2 separate regions of the Ovis aries genome follow, and region 1 is linked to region 2. A link is a contact called in public Hi-C data. All regions are on one chromosome and are shown on one strand. Each heading gives the region's core, a stretch centred on a gene start, on an enhancer-like site or on the middle of the called end of the contact. The rest is flanking DNA. Distances are from core to core; before and after follow the strand shown. Region 1 holds the start of OGDH (oxoglutarate dehydrogenase). Region 2 holds the start of PURB (purine rich element binding protein B).

The links. Hi-C and Micro-C count contacts between places; a contact is called where the count stands out from the background.
Region 1: a contact with region 2 is called in a Hi-C map of liver, with 3 times the contacts expected there. The contact joins the promoter of OGDH here to the promoter of PURB in region 2. A contact is called at or near these places in 7 of 16 Hi-C or Micro-C datasets (blood, hypothalamus, liver and 4 more).

The regions. Positions count from the first base shown.
Region 1 is chr4:78,498,852-78,502,313 of ARS-UI_Ramb_v3.0, forward strand. OGDH (oxoglutarate dehydrogenase) reads right to left here and starts at 2,164. Exons shown (of 24, transcript XM_012176965.4): 1 at 2,138-2,164.
Region 2 is chr4:78,334,002-78,337,348 of ARS-UI_Ramb_v3.0, forward strand. It overlaps PURB (purine rich element binding protein B), which reads left to right and starts at 1,711. Exons shown (of 1, transcript XM_004008260.6): 1 at 1,711-3,347. The coding sequence starts at 1,860. The coding sequence ends at 2,774.

The DNA.
Region 1 (3,462 bases), core at 914-3,413, 170 kb after region 2:
GACGGAAGTGGGTACAGCCATAACAAGATAACAGGAGGGACCCCTGGCATGACGGAAAGGTTCTCTATCTTGACTGTTAATCAGGGTCAATACCTGGTTGTGATTATAGTATGAAGTTTTTGTAAAAATGTTATTTGAGAAAATGGGTAGGGACACTGGGATCTCTCTGTACTAGTTGTTGTAATTGCATGTAACAGACTTGCATGTACAATTTCTCAAAATTACAAAATTCTAGAATAAATTTCTCAATAATTGTACAATTATTCCAAAATAAAACTATCTAAAAATTTTAAAGACGATGGTACAGTACTTTTCTCAAATGGGGCAGTCAGGAGTAAGACTAATTAAAAGCAGACCTGCTACATATCTTATATATATATATCTATATATCCTGCATATATATTATGCAAGATACACATATAGCATGGTAAATATTGCACTTTTAATAAGCTGTGTGTTCAAACTGAAATGAAATCAATAGAAATTAATGTATTTCTGAAATTAAAATTAGTCTTTAAATTTTGGAGATGGCTGCATACTATGAATACACCACAAACTAGTGAATTGTATACTTGAAAGAGTGAACAGTATGGTACATGAATCATATCTCAATAAAGCTGTTAAAAGGAAAAAAAAAAGTACTTGAAATGTGGAAAATGCTCTTCAAAATTTTACCAGGATACTCTAATCTTTCTTCAACTTTCTAAGATCAGCTAATTTGCAAAGCTAGAATAGTACTATACATTTTCAGACCGTGAGGGTCTTGCACAAAAAAACTTCAGTTTGACTACTGCACCTCTTGTCACAGTGCAAGCAAGACTTCATCCAGGCCATTTATCCTAAAGCTGCTCAGAGCAGTAAACCTGGGAGTCAGCCTCTAGTCCCCGCTTCAAAGTACGGTAAAACAAAGAAGAGAAACCCCAGGACAAAACAGTTCACACCTCAGGTCTGAGTCAGCTCTCCTCGGTTATGGGTGAAGGGCAGAGAGAACAAGTTCTTGTCTGTACTCAGTGTCTCGCCACCAGTTTTCTACTAAGCTTCGGTACACGACTTACACTGACATCACCTAGCTTTGCGAAACGGAAAAGGTACACTAGTGTGTTCCTCGAGGAAACGCGCTTCATCTCAACATGAACTACCATATCCCTGGAAGAAAGAAGCGTACTGACTACAGTAGGGTACTGCAAGCTTGTCTACCCATTAAGGGTGTTGCCCCCAAAGAGTTCACAGGAGGATGGGTACTGTGGGTACTAAGCATGGAGGGATCCTGAGTATATGAGCACTAAGCAGGCATGCAGCAGAGTAACCCATCCATTAAGGGGTTAATGGATTAGAGGAGCACAGAGAATGGGAACGATGAGTGCTGAGTACAGTAAAGGTAACCGAGGATAGTGGAGGTACTAAGTGCTGGAGGGTAATTCACTCAAGGGTTCACCCAAGAAGAGCGCAGGGAGGATGGGTATGGGGGTACTGAATACACAGGATACTGTGGGGTAATCCGCTCCTCAAGGGCGTCACCCCAAGGAACATAGGAAGGATTAGTACGATGGGCACTGAAAACAGAGGGGTACTGCAGAGTAATCTGTTCCTCAAGGGGTCGTCCCAGGGGCGAAGGGTCAGTCCGGACAGAAGCCGACCAGCGTCTTCGCGCTCTGGGAAAAACGAATGCCCACAAATCACAGCCGGTTCGTCAAGGGCGCGCCACCCTTCCAGCCGTCCAGGCGGGGAGAGGACACAGCCTGACGACTCCCACGTGACGCCTCCTCGACCTTGGGGGTCACCCCGGCCGCTGCGCCCGTTCCCTCACATCCGCCGCGCAGCCCACCCCCCCCCTGCCCATCACAGCCAATGGCTTGCCGCTCCGCGCCCCGCGCGACCTCTGCGCACGCCCGCACCCGCCAATCTCCGCCCGCCAGGAGGCGCCCCCCGCACCATTGGCTGCCACATCCGTCTGTCAGGCTCCGTCCCACCCACCTCCCCCAGTCAGCCCCGCTCCAGCCAGCTCCACTCCCTGTCACCGGGGCGGCGGCGACAACGAGGGCGCGGCGGCCTTGCCCCATGCCAAGACCCTCGCCGCCTGCCTGACCGGAGCGGAGCCTCCCAAATCCGGCTGGACCCGGCCGCCGCGCAAGCCTACCTGTCTCCGGCTCAGCTCCACCCGAATGAGGCGCCGACACCCCACTCCGGGGCACCAAACTCTCGGCCCCGCCTCAGCGTGTGGCGTCAGCACGCCGCCCCGCCCGGAAACGAGAGGGGCCGCCCCTACCTCGTGAGCGGAGTCTTGACGTCACAGAGTCGCGCCCACATCTCCTGTGGCTCGGCCTTGGGGCAATAGTGTTTTCTCCGAGGTTGTGGCTTGCTTTTGGCACGTCGGGTCCTGACCGGCTTGCATGACAGTTCTGAAAGGGGGTCTGCGTGTTGCTAAGTACTGTCTCCTGCAGTAGGCTGTCAGGAGTCCTTTGATGGAGAACTGACCTGGTATGTGATGTCAGAAACAAACCTTGGTCGGCAGTGCGCGCTCGAGGCGCCGCAGGCAGTGGCCCGCGGAATGAGAACCAGGAAGTCCTAACGCTGACACTAGGTTTTCCCAAAGTAGGCAGCGGGCTCGCGGGAGCCTTCGCTTGGTGCAAGGATGGTTTATTATGCCATTTCATCAAATACCAAGTGGTCATCCGCTTTTAGAGATTATTTTACTTACTGCTGAGAAAGCGGGGGGGGGGAACCCACATTTATTGAGTGAGTGAAGTCGTTCAGTCGTGTCCGACTCTTTGCGACCCCGTGGACTGTAGCCAACCCGGCTCCTCCGCCCATGGCATTCTCCAGGCAAGAATACTGGAGTGGATTGCCATTTCCTTCTCCAGGGGATCTTCCCGACCCAGGTATCGAACCCAGGTCTCCGGCATTGCAGGCAGACGCTTTAACCTCACCTCAATCGTAGATACAGCACTATTTTCAACATGTGGAGGACAAAAATCTCAATTTTGTTGAAATACGGTAAGTTGTAAGCAATCACATACTGAGAAAGTCCTTTCAGTTCTTCAGTCTTTATTAGCAAGGGAAAAACCTAATTTAATGCTAAAGTGTCTTTAATTTCACTTTTTCTTCCTTCCCTTTTCTGACCAAGATAAAACTTAGGCTCACAACTTTCGGTGGACAATAATATACGTAGAAGTTACTTGGTCTTCCTGATTTGTGATAGGTTATCTTTGAGATATATGGCAAGTAATAGGTTTTCTGATTTACTGTAATGCTGAAATGTTTTCTTTTGTAATAAAAATGTCCATTTTAAAACTATAGTAACTAGATACTAGTATGGGAAGGTGGCATCCAAATGACGGAGAGTAGGGAAAGGCTGTTCCACACTGTCTTGAATTGTTCCTCCGTGTTTATTCCCCTTAACTTGAAGGCAAGGATTGTGTCATGTGGCATAGCCGGGGATACTGGAGTTACAAAGGGCAGTCA
Region 2 (3,347 bases), core at 461-2,960:
GAATACATGGGTAAGAGAGTCCTTCACATGAACTGAGTGTTGGGCTCCCCTATGCAGAAAGTGGTTTGGTTAGCAAGAAATTAGAGAAGGAGTTTATTTCTTCCCTAGGGATTTCATATGTCCAAATTCTCTCCAAGACTGAAATGTTCAAGACCCCAAATTTGATGCTTTCCCCTGGACTCTTCTGTGTTGTTGAGAGGTATTATTCTAATTTTGTTTGTTTGGGTCTTTTTTATGAATCAGGACAAAGGATGATTAAACACTTGGGGAGGGGCTCCCCAGTGGTTTGGTCTCAGAACTTCCAGTATAGGGGACCCAGGCTGGAGAACTAATATCCCTCATGACACATCCAAAAAAGAGGGAAAACGTGGGGAGTGCTTCTTCTGTACCAGGTGAAGTGCTTAACGTGCATTATCTCACTTAATTCTTATAGCAACTCCACAAGATAGTTACTATTATTCCTATTTAACGAGTTATGCAACTAAGGCTTAAGAAGTTAATTGACATACCCAAAACCTCACAACCAGTATGGGATTCAGACCCAGGCAGAATGACTCTTAGCACACACCTCCTCCCATCGAAAGATACACATTTTACTTTTTTTTTTTTTTTTAAATATTTATTAATTAGGCTGGGCTTCCCTGGTGGGTCAATTGGTAAAGAAGCCGCCTTCAACGCGGGAGACCTGGGTTCAATCCCTGGGTTGGGAAGATCTCCTAGAGAAGGGAACAGCTACCCACTCCAGTATTCTGGCCTGGAGAATTCTATGGACTGTACAGTCCATGGGGTTGCAAAGAGTAGGACACGACTGAGCGACTTTCATTTTCACTTTATTTGGCTGTTGCCGGTCTTAGCTGCAGCATTGAGATCTTTAGTTACAAGTGAACTCTTGGTTGAAACATGTGGGATCTAGCCCCTTATATTGGGAGCATGGAATCTCAGCCACCAAACCACCAGAAGTCCCATTTTTCACTTTTTAAATCCATTCCTGTTTCTCCACACAATGTAACACATGGAACAAGTATTCTTCCAAGTTAACGTGTAAAATGGTTACCAGTCCCTGTACATACGTGTTTTATAAAAATTAACTCCTTTCCTAAACTCTCCATCCCCACTACCACTACTTAGTTCAGGCCATCATTTTATCTTACGCCGTTGAGACGGTGATGATGTTACCAAGCATGTTCCAGGCACTATGTACGGTATTCCAAGAACTAAGAGTACGTATTTATTGAGCACTCACTATAACTCGGTCATTTTGCTAAATATCACTCACGGATTCTTATACAGCAATCCTATTAGGTTAGTTTGGAGTATCCCCAACATCTTCCTTCCTTCAATTCCTCTTTCATAAATAATAACTGTACTCCGGTGTAATCTCCCTAGAATAAACCGCATTTATATAAAGCGTAATTTGAATCACTTTCGGCTATCTTGTAAAACCACCACCACAAACAAGATGCAGACTGTTTCCGTCGCCCGTAAGCTTCCAGAGTTCCTTCCCAGTTTACCCACCCGGGTCTCCAGGGTCCCCAAATCCCCGCGGACCCGTGACGTCACTGCCCTGCGCCCCGCAGCCGCCGCCTTGCGCGGCGCTTCCGGCAGCGAGGACATGGGGGCGGGGCGGGGCGGCGTCACGGAGGCGCGCGCCGGAAGCTGGCCCGGCGGAAGTGGCGGGGCGGGGCGCGGGGGCGATGGGGGGGCGGCGGCGGCGGCTGCCGGCGATGAACAGCGGGCGCGCGTGAGCGGGCCGGCGAGCGAGGCTGGGGGGCCCGGGAGAGCGAGCCGCAGGGCGGAGGGCAGGGGCGCGAGCGCGGCGGGCGGCGGGCGGCGGCCTGGGCGCGGCGGCGGCCGAGAAGATGGCGGACGGCGACAGCGGCAGCGAGCGCGGCGGTGGCGGGCCCGGCGGCTTCCAGCCCGCGTCCCGCGGCGGCGGCGAGCAGGAGACGCAGGAGCTGGCCTCGAAGCGGCTGGACATCCAGAACAAACGCTTCTACCTAGATGTGAAGCAGAACGCCAAAGGCCGCTTCCTCAAGATCGCCGAGGTGGGCGCGGGCGGCTCCAAGAGCCGCCTCACGCTGTCCATGGCGGTGGCCGCCGAATTCCGTGACTACCTGGGCGACTTCATCGAGCATTACGCGCAGCTGGGCCCCAGCAGCCCGGAGCAAGTGGCGGCGGCGGCGGGCGCCGAGGAGGGCGGTGGGCCGCGGCGCGCGCTCAAGAGCGAGTTCCTGGTGCGCGAGAACCGCAAGTACTACCTGGACCTCAAGGAGAACCAGCGCGGCCGCTTCCTGCGCATCCGTCAGACGGTCAACCGCGGCGGCGGTGGCCCCGGACCCGGCGGCCTGCAGAGCGGCCAGACCATTGCGCTACCCGCGCAGGGCCTCATAGAGTTCCGCGACGCGTTGGCCAAGCTCATCGACGACTACGGCGGCGAGGACGACGAGCTGGCGGGTGGCCCGGGCGGCGGCGCCGGAGGCCCTGGGGGCGGCCTGTACGGGGAGCTCCCGGAAGGCACTTCCATCACGGTGGACTCCAAGCGTTTCTTCTTCGACGTGGGCTGTAACAAGTACGGAGTGTTCCTGCGCGTGAGCGAGGTGAAGCCGTCCTACCGCAACGCCATCACGGTCCCTTTCAAGGCCTGGGGCAAGTTCGGGGGCGCGTTTTGCCGGTATGCGGATGAGATGAAAGAGATCCAGGAGCGGCAGAGGGATAAGCTTTATGAGCGACGCGGCGGGGACGAGTCAGAGGGAGAGGAGGTGGATGAGGATTGAAACGTGCGGCTTCCTCCCCTACGGGCCTCCCCACCCCACCACCGTCTCCTTGGCTAGAGAGCTCCCCTTCCTATTCATCCCCAGTGAGCTAGTGGAGGGGAAGCAAGGGAGGCCCCGGAGGAGGAAAACAATTTTAAATAATATAGTTAATTAAGAGAAATAACCATAAGAGAACAGTCAGGACAATTAGAGAAAAGCGGTAAAGTTCCAAGGAATTGACAGCAACCTGCAAAGAGAGGACAACAGTGTCTCCTCACCTGAGCAGAAGTCTCAGCTTCTCTTCTTTCCCAGCTAAGATTCCTAAATCCATCGGGATAACCCTGGATGGGAGAGATCCTGCACGCTGGCCAAGGAACACCTCGAGTTACCCAGACCCGTTGATGACAGCTCAATTTGTGTTACATTTGGGTAACCTGGTCTAAAGATCTTTCTAGACCTCATTGTTGCAGTGTCTATCCCTTCACCTCCATTGAAATCAGCGTTTTGGATCTAGATCTTCATGGAATTCTTGCGAAGAGAGAGGCCTTTGCAGTTACCCAGTCCTGAGGGTACAAGTTTCATGAAAAGGAATGC